Regions from separate parts of the Aedes aegypti genome. Here region 2 is linked to region 1. A link is a contact called in public Hi-C data. All regions are on one chromosome and are shown on one strand. The core of a region is the stretch at or near the end of the contact, and the rest is flanking DNA. Distances in the headings are between cores, read along the strand shown.

Region 1 (4,163 bases), core at 1,018-3,517:
TGACATTGGGAACCGCCTAAGAAAACGCTTTTTTTCTGATCGCAGAACGCAGTTAAAACGAAGTATCAGTTCAAACAGGAATTGGTGCAGAAAATTTCTGCAAGAAATCAGTGAGAATTTTCTTGAACGATTCCTTTTCAGCAGCAAATCAGCCTTTAGGGGTCGTCCATTAATAACGGGACGGGACTTTAGATTTCATACGTCCCATTCAATTTACTTTTATTTCCCATAAAAAAGTGTACTATGAGGGGAGAGGGGTTTGAAAAATTGTCACAATCGTCTTACGTAATTAATGAACATCCTTTTATTAGAATATTATGCATGGAGAATACAAATGCATCTAAAATAGTAAAATATTAGCGTAACCTGAGTTGGAATTTTTGAGAGACTTGACGCATTCAAAATTTCAAAATTTCTTGAGCAAGGAGAGGGGTAACAGGTATCATCAAAGTTTTAACAATTCTAGGGGATGAACTTTTTTTTATAAGGAGGGCTAAGATAACCCTAGCCCCCTCTTAATTACGCCAATGTAGTGAGAATCGAGGAACAACTTCACAAATTGTGCCCTTGTATGCCCTTATGGTTTGCGCCCTTCTATGTAACAGAAACCACTGTTACTGTGCAGTGAAATTGTACAAGAATAATTACTATCAGTACACTCTCGTTTCCAACAGTGAACTTTGTCAAGCAAAATGATGCCACCATCGATTCCACACGGAGCAGCTAATCAAATAACCAATGAATCGTTCATCCGTGTAACATTGTGTTGAAAAGTATTTCATAAATCCGACCGAGTGATCGGTTTAAAAAGCAAACAGGGTGTAACGGGTACACGGGGTAAAACAGTCATTTGAATTTGATAACAGCTATTCATAAATATTTGAGAGTGTTTTATTCTATTTTAGCGACCTTATGAAAAAATGTGTCTTAGAGACTATTTGACGATCAAACTGTTTGAAACTCAGCTATAATATGCATATTGTATAAAAAAAAAACTTTGATTTTAACTACTGGTCCAATTGGTTTTGAAACTCTTGATGACGATTTCGGTTGAAAGTGCTGGAAATTTATTTGGTCTTCATAAATCTAATCAAATTATTCTAAGATAGTCAGATTTTAACTATTTATTATCAAGATGACCATATCACCCCTTACTCTCCTACCGTCCTTTGGTTCACAATTAACTTGCACAAACGATACTTAATGTGAAATCGGCTACCGTTTCGTACAGCCAACCATCGTTGTTATACTATCTATGGAAAGACAGAGGTATACAGTCGAGCCCCGATCAAACGACACGTCCATACCACAAGGAGACAAAAGTGCCCGGTTCTCTTACCTTGGTTTCATTGTACACCATCGTGAATATTGATTACTGATCCATATAAAGGTTCCCACTGGATTTAAATCGAATTAGTGTACTCGATCGAGGTGATTTCTTTTGCAACGGTTTAGTCACTCCGCATATGCACACGTATGAACGATACAGACACTATTTTTTTGCTTTCCGTGTACAATATTTGGTACTCTTCAACGTAACTTGTTTCGACAAATTTTCCCACAATCACTCGTCCGATTCGGTTAATCCAAGTAGGCACATCTCCACCCCAGGCGGCATTCGTTTCTTTCTCAACAGATGAAATCACACACTAAATTCTTCCTAATCATTGTCAACCCGCGAGAATGACCGATAAAATCCCATAAGCCATTTTACGAGACAGTCGGATGACGTTTTCTGGCGGGCCGCTCATTGTTATTGTTTTAAAAACTAGTATGATATGTGAATGGCGCTGGTAAAGTTTTTGTTGGTGATGACATTTTTATCTCTTTCTGGCTATTTTTCTACGCGGTTACATGTCTGATGTTACCAGTAAATGAAATAAATTCTTCCCTGCCTGCTGATTTTGATTTTACTGGGGAAGATTGAAAAGCTCGTTGCACGCCATTATTGAATGAGCTCCTCCCTAATGTGGCGCTAGAAGAAACGTAAATAAATGGGCCCGCCAGCAAGTTTCAAAGCTGGTAAACAAACAAAAAACATATGATTCGAAACGTCTCATAAAATGGCTTATTCCCGGAAGTTCGGTCTGTAATTCCAGCCGCAGAATGACACGCGTTTAAAAAATAAACAAACAATCGAAGAATTTCCACAAACAATCACTCGCGAGTTCGAAACGGTTAATCTACGTGGGGAAGCACGTGGTTGGCGCACGCGTCGTTAGGCTAACAATCCGAACAGGTCGACGGTTCAGGCTGAACTGCTGGCGCGCGCCTTTCCAGTCTCTAAGCAACGCCACCACACGCCGCAGTTCTTCGTCATCATCAAACAAACGACGGTGAGCTTAGCGCAGGGACGGCATACGAAAAAAAAAAAAATAAGCATGCACAAGTTCCTATCGCCGACCGAGGATTCCTTTTTTACCACTTGCCTGTCTTTGGCGAGGTTCGGAGATTCGGAGAACTGAATTTGGAATCGATTGTCTGGTTGGCCGGGGTCTCCCCGACCGAAGAATGAATCTGTCACCTGCAAGGTGCACACAGTTTGGACTCAGATTCGCATGGACGTAGGTATGGGGATGAAGGGAGGGGGTCATTATTCCCCTTCGCACCGGTCGAAGAAAACATCAAATAAAGTTCAATGCTTAGAAGACTAATCTTATGTTTAAATTTTCCATACTGAGAAGCCGAAATTTATGGAATTTTGAATTTGTTCTATAAAATAATTATGGCACTTTTGCAAATTGAATATGTTTCAAATCTCGCCAAAAAAAAATTATTGCTCTTCAAAAAAAAGGGTGATTTTTCTCCATAGTGCCACGTTTCATATAAAAATTTAGATAATAACGCAAAGGGGATTGTTTTATCCGTGGAATTTTCAAAATTAACTTAATGGTCGTTAGCCCCCTGATGGAAGACCTACCTACGCCCCTGCAGATTTGGGCAATAGACAAACTAAGACTGAGATTGAGAGACTATATGGAGGATCTACCGGCCGGCGGGGGTCACTAACGACGGGTCGTGTCTACCGGAGGTGAGTTTCTCTATACAGAAGAGCTAACGGCTGCAACCTCAGCAGGCTTTCGTAATGTTCGCATTGAAAAGGTGGCGGCTCAAATCGTAAGGTCGCGTGATCACTCTTGAAGTAGGCTTTGAGATTTTTTTTTTTCGGAGGGCACTGCTTGGTTCTGAGGTTGCTTTGACTAGCGAAGGTAATGACTTTGATTTCTCGCTACGAGATGATTGCTGGCGGCTTCGACCATTTTTTATTACTTTTGAAGAACGTCGAAGGCGTTAGGCTTCAGTGAATGTTTGTATATGCGATGCTGTCACCGTTGTTGACTTAAAAAAACAGCAGCACATACATACAAATGGCAAAGGGCAAATGGGCACACTTCGGACTGAAAAACAGAAGGCGCAATTGAAAACAGCCTGCCTATCTACACGTGAAAGTACGTGACGTAGGTACAAGAAGAAGATTGCAGTAAGTAATGGGACTTTCGCCGTTAGTTTACCGTTAGCAGTGGCGTTTAATCCAGGTCTCTAAACTGTGAAGGCAAAATCGGCGAAACAGATGTTCCATATTTGTTATTTGACTTTTCCCGGGTTTGTTTGATGCAGCTTCGTTTGAATATGCAAATTAATGGTCCGATCAAAGTGTGGTGGAGATCTGCAACAGGCAACAGGCTTCGTATATAAGAGCATCGTGCTGTCCAGTTTCAGAAAATTTGGCAAAAACCGATAGATAAAATCTATCACTACAAATACAGTGATGACATAGGCAGCATTCATTTGTTACGTTAAGGCTGATTTGCTGCTGACAAGAAGAGGAATCGCCTAGTGAACCTTTATATGAGAGATAAAAAATAAAATGGAATGATTTGGCAACAGACCAGCAGTGCTGAGTTTTTTCCGCGTCGAGAATAATATTGTAACACGGACATGACTTCCTCATTGCTTAAAAGTGTATTTTGTTTCGTTATAGAACTATGAGCTACATTTCTAAACTAATAAACATAAACATGGAACATACAACATACACTTCGTAGTTGCTACTCCGTGTTCAATCAGGATAGTGATATTGCACAGAGAACCACTCAGATGAAGCTTGGGTCTTAGCTTTTTTCCATCTTCAATGTACAATCACACTACAATTGATATTTTTC
Region 2 (4,163 bases), core at 928-3,427, 40 kb before region 1:
CTAAAAAGTTCAGTTTTTGGGCCGTATTTTTTTTAATTCTACTCATTAGCATTGTAGCAAGTTAATTAACTTTTAGTACGCGATTCGGCCAAATTCCTTTCGGCCAAATGGCCGGACACTTGAAAAGTTTCAAGGTGTTTTATGAATTTTGTCCAAGATGTTTTATTTCGTCCTTCAGAAGAATTGATACAGATCTCAATATATCTTCTATCTTCTATAAATCATAGGAGGCCGTTAAATCGCCACCAGCGATTGATCATTATCAAACTTAAAACCTTCAAGCAAGTAGTAGATATGTTATGTTCATGCTCACCCATATAGGTACTTCAGATCAGTGGTGGCTGCAGAAAAACGATGACGAACGATAAAGCGCCCCACAGCCACAACTGGAAAGCCATTACGAAACACGCTTACAACGCGACTTGTTGTCAGTTTTGCAGTAAAAGATAGCAATATGAGGTAAATAAAACAGCTGGCGGCGGCGATGAGCGGACTTTAGCCTCGCGTGGCCTTGCAATTCTGCGCTTGCAGCCAAGAGAGGGACGAAATGAAAAAACGTCATCGTCGTTGTTGGGTTTGATTTCATTGGACTTCACTGTTTACTGCACTAGTGACAGAAAGTGAAAGCGTGTAAATTATGACTTTGATAATAGCAGGCGAGGCACAAAAGGGATATAGTACGCTACGGTAAAAGCAAAGCAAGCCGGTCACGATGTTATCAAGAGCTGTAATGTACCGATAAGATTATGAGCCGGTCTGTTATCGCTATTACAGAAAGAAAATACTTCTAAATCCGTATAAAGAAATTCGGCCTACGCCAAGGCACAAACCAAAAGCCATGACAGTCAACCTGTCGAACGTGTAAATATGACGTGTTGAATAAATAGTTCTGCAGGAAGCTCGGAAGACATGACAACCAACAACGCCAAGGTCCAATAGACCGGTCAATCGAGAAAATATTCATATCATACATCGGCTCTGGCTACTTGGTATGCGACGAAGAGTTCGGCTGTCAAATCGACTGGCTTGGTGTAGAACGCGTGGTGGAGTGCACTGGGCGACGATAAAATGACGGAATGTCACGCACGTTCGAACCACGCTGGAGACTCTGATGAGGTGCATTCTTCCTGATTAAGGTTTTGTTTAAGCCGCTTGATCGATATGACCAAATTATCATTCGATTCGATTTAATTTTATATCTGATTCAACAAAAATCCCGTCTGTCTTATCAATGCAAAGTATCGCAAAAAATAACTTAATACAATAGACTGGTATCACCTTGCTTAACCTGTTGAGGCACTAGCACACACTCCAGTTCCATTCCGGAGAAGTCAAGAGTCTTGCATAATAATCGCGCACAGTCGTGCTGTGTTTCCGTCTTTTGCTGCTACTGAATAGCCTGGTGCTTGTAACCTCCACTTAATGCCTTATAGGAAATTCACACTAGCTTGCTCGATCGAGGCAATTGTTCAGCCCGCAAGCTAATTATTTGCGATTCTGGTATGAGAGTTCAATTTGACGCTGGTGCTGCAAGGTCAATCAGTCGCCACTCATCATCATCATCAACGTCAACAGCGTCATGCCATTACCAAAACAACAGCAGCAGCGGCCTACTAGATGCTCAATCACGGTCAACCGTCGATTGCTTCACGCCTAATATGCGGAGAGCCTCGAAGAAACCGGTTTCCTCTCTCAAGATCCAAGCAAACCTTGGAAAACACTTTCCACCGCCTGGCCATCGTAGTATCTCGTGCTTATCCAATGATCACTCGTCCATGGAAACCACAATTGAAGAAAATCTCTAAATTTTCACTTAAACCACGAAAGGCAATTAGCTACCAGTACATCTACTCATCGAGCCCTCCCGTATTCCACGTGTCACCCTCTGAACTCACTTCACATCCCGAGGGATCGTCACGGCTGCGATGTAGAACCAGCGCCACTTTCCACTGGCAATCAGCACGGCCAGCAGGCCGATCAGCACCGCCGGCAGTCCAAATTCCCAACCCATGAAGTACCAAACGAGGACGATACCCGCGATCGAACAACCGAATCCGACAAACTGAATCACGTACAGAAAGACGCGACTGATCCGCTCACTGGTCGAGCGTGGACTGCCTGCTCCGGGGGGACTCCTCGCGACAACAGCGCTCGATGACGTCGAAGAGATGTTGAACCGCTGCTGCTTTTTGTCTCCGTCGACTCCGTTGGTGGCTTGGTCATTTTCTACGTGTCCCTTCTCTATGTCGATGATGGATGGCTGCAAAAAGAAAGAGAGAAGCGAAAAAGTCGACGGTCAGTGAGGAGAGCTTTGACGACTTAAAAGCTTATAGCAGAAGCGAGTTGATCGCGGTTGCGCACTAGCTGGCGCAGTTGGTTTGAGCTTTCGCTATCGCTAACAGAGTAAAGTTGTATAGCCGCAAGACACCTAGTAGGCGAACGTGCAGGGAATGACAACATGTTACGTTGCAATGGTAACGACCTTGGTGGTTGGGTGACTGACTAGAGCAGTGACCTGGGCCTCAATGAAGATGAAAAAGGAATGTAGCGTAATCCAAATTGAAGTGACATAAAAGTATGTGCGTTTTATTAAATTTTGATTGGTGGTCAGTCACTTTGAATCACTTGCTTGGAAAATGTTATGCAATGTGTGGATAAAGAGTAATAGAGATCATTACTCTAATGATAATAACTAGCGCAAACGTTTAAACTTTTTTCTTATAGTCTCTATCTTCTATCTTCTTTCTTCTATCTTCTATCTTCTTTCTTCTATCTTCTATCTTCTATCTTCTATCTTCTATCTTCTATCTTCTATCTTCTATCTTCTATCTTCTATCTTCTATCTTCTATCTTCTATCTTCTATCTTCTATCATCTTTAACCATCTGCTAAAGAATAAGGCTATACAGTAATTTCTCGATTATATCACGGATCCAAATTTTTTTGGCGTGATATATCTAAGCGTGATATAATGAAAATGTATTTTTTTCTGTATAATTTTCATCAAAATATGAGATTTATGTTGCAGGAATAGAGCGAATGAAATGAAAAACACGCAGGAGATGGATCAAATTAATATATGATCATTGTTTAGGATTATTCTTCAATGCAAAATGTATGAAATTCATACAATTACTGAGGCGTGATAAAATCGAACAGAAAACCGTGCTAAAATCGAGAGTGATTTAATGAAGCGATATTAAAACGAACAGTGATAAAATCGAGAAACTACTGTAAAACTATCTGTAAAGCTACCGACTATAAAATCTCGTTAGGCAGGTGGCAAACATCAAGTCCACGAGGTTGAATCAGAACTCATTAATGGAACGGTGCTAAAATGTGGAAAACCGAGGGAAATGATTTACGTTTTGAAGATCTGTTGACAAATTTGTTCTAAAATAACACGAAAAAATAACGTAAGAACTAATAATATTATTCACATCCTTTTTTAACTAGTTCACACTTGTAATAACATGACTATCTTGCTAATTTCTAGAATCGTGTTTACCACATAAGTTTTTTTTATAATAATTAACATTCAAACAGGTGTTTCTTTCAATTTTGTCCTCGATTTTGGGGGAGATGCATAGTTATTTAGACTCGAAGTTTTCATTATCGTGTGAGATTGGATAGAAATTCTTTGTAATATTATTGTTGAATCTTTTCCGCTTATAAAAGCTTAACTATCCCATGTGGATTTTTCAATCTACATTATGTTATTGCATCATTCATAATTTAACATATACTTTATCGGGGACAGTAATGCTTCAATGGCAGTTTTCTTTCGATACAATGTACAAAATACGCTTAAAAGTGTAAGTGATTTTGAGCGATTGCATTAAAACAGTCGTATGAAAACATATGCTCCCAAAAAAGCAATGCATATTGTAGCATACTACTGGTATTCAAATTAACACTAGGAGTCCCGAGATCAAATATCAGATGTAGCTTAAATTTCAATCAGGTTTATCTCAGAAACGGTTCAAAATACTGTATTCCATTATTTAGTACGGTAGAAAAAAATGTTCCTATGGGTGTTCAAATTTTCCCTAGAACATATAAACCGATACATTTTTTTTGCACACTAAAGCGGCATGAGAATCTTGTCAAATTTTATTGCAAATGTTATAATTTAAAGTAAGGCAAAACAATTTTTTTAACATC

What was found. A called contact is a pair of places that touch in the nucleus more often than the background predicts.
Region 2: a contact with region 1 is called in a Hi-C map of whole pupa, with 2.4 times the contacts expected there. The contact joins the enhancer-like site here to the promoter of LOC5564323 in region 1. A contact is called at or near these places in 2 of 2 Hi-C or Micro-C datasets (whole body and whole pupa).

What each region holds. Positions count from the first base shown.
Region 1 is chr3:12,496,989-12,501,151 of AaegL5.0, reverse strand. LOC5564323 (long-chain fatty acid transport protein 4) reads right to left here and starts at 2,267. Exons shown (of 9, transcript XM_021854362.1): 1 at 2,135-2,267; 2 at 1,340-1,624. The coding sequence starts at 1,360.
Region 2 is chr3:12,536,960-12,541,122 of AaegL5.0, reverse strand. It overlaps LOC5564323 (long-chain fatty acid transport protein 4), which reads right to left. Exons shown (of 9, transcript XM_021854362.1): 3 at 1,896-2,260. Among protein-coding and RNA genes, the nearest start is that of LOC5564323, 40 kb to the right of the region's middle. Within about 2 kb of position 2,177, at least 2 of the 3 cell types and tissues checked have open chromatin away from gene starts, as enhancers often do.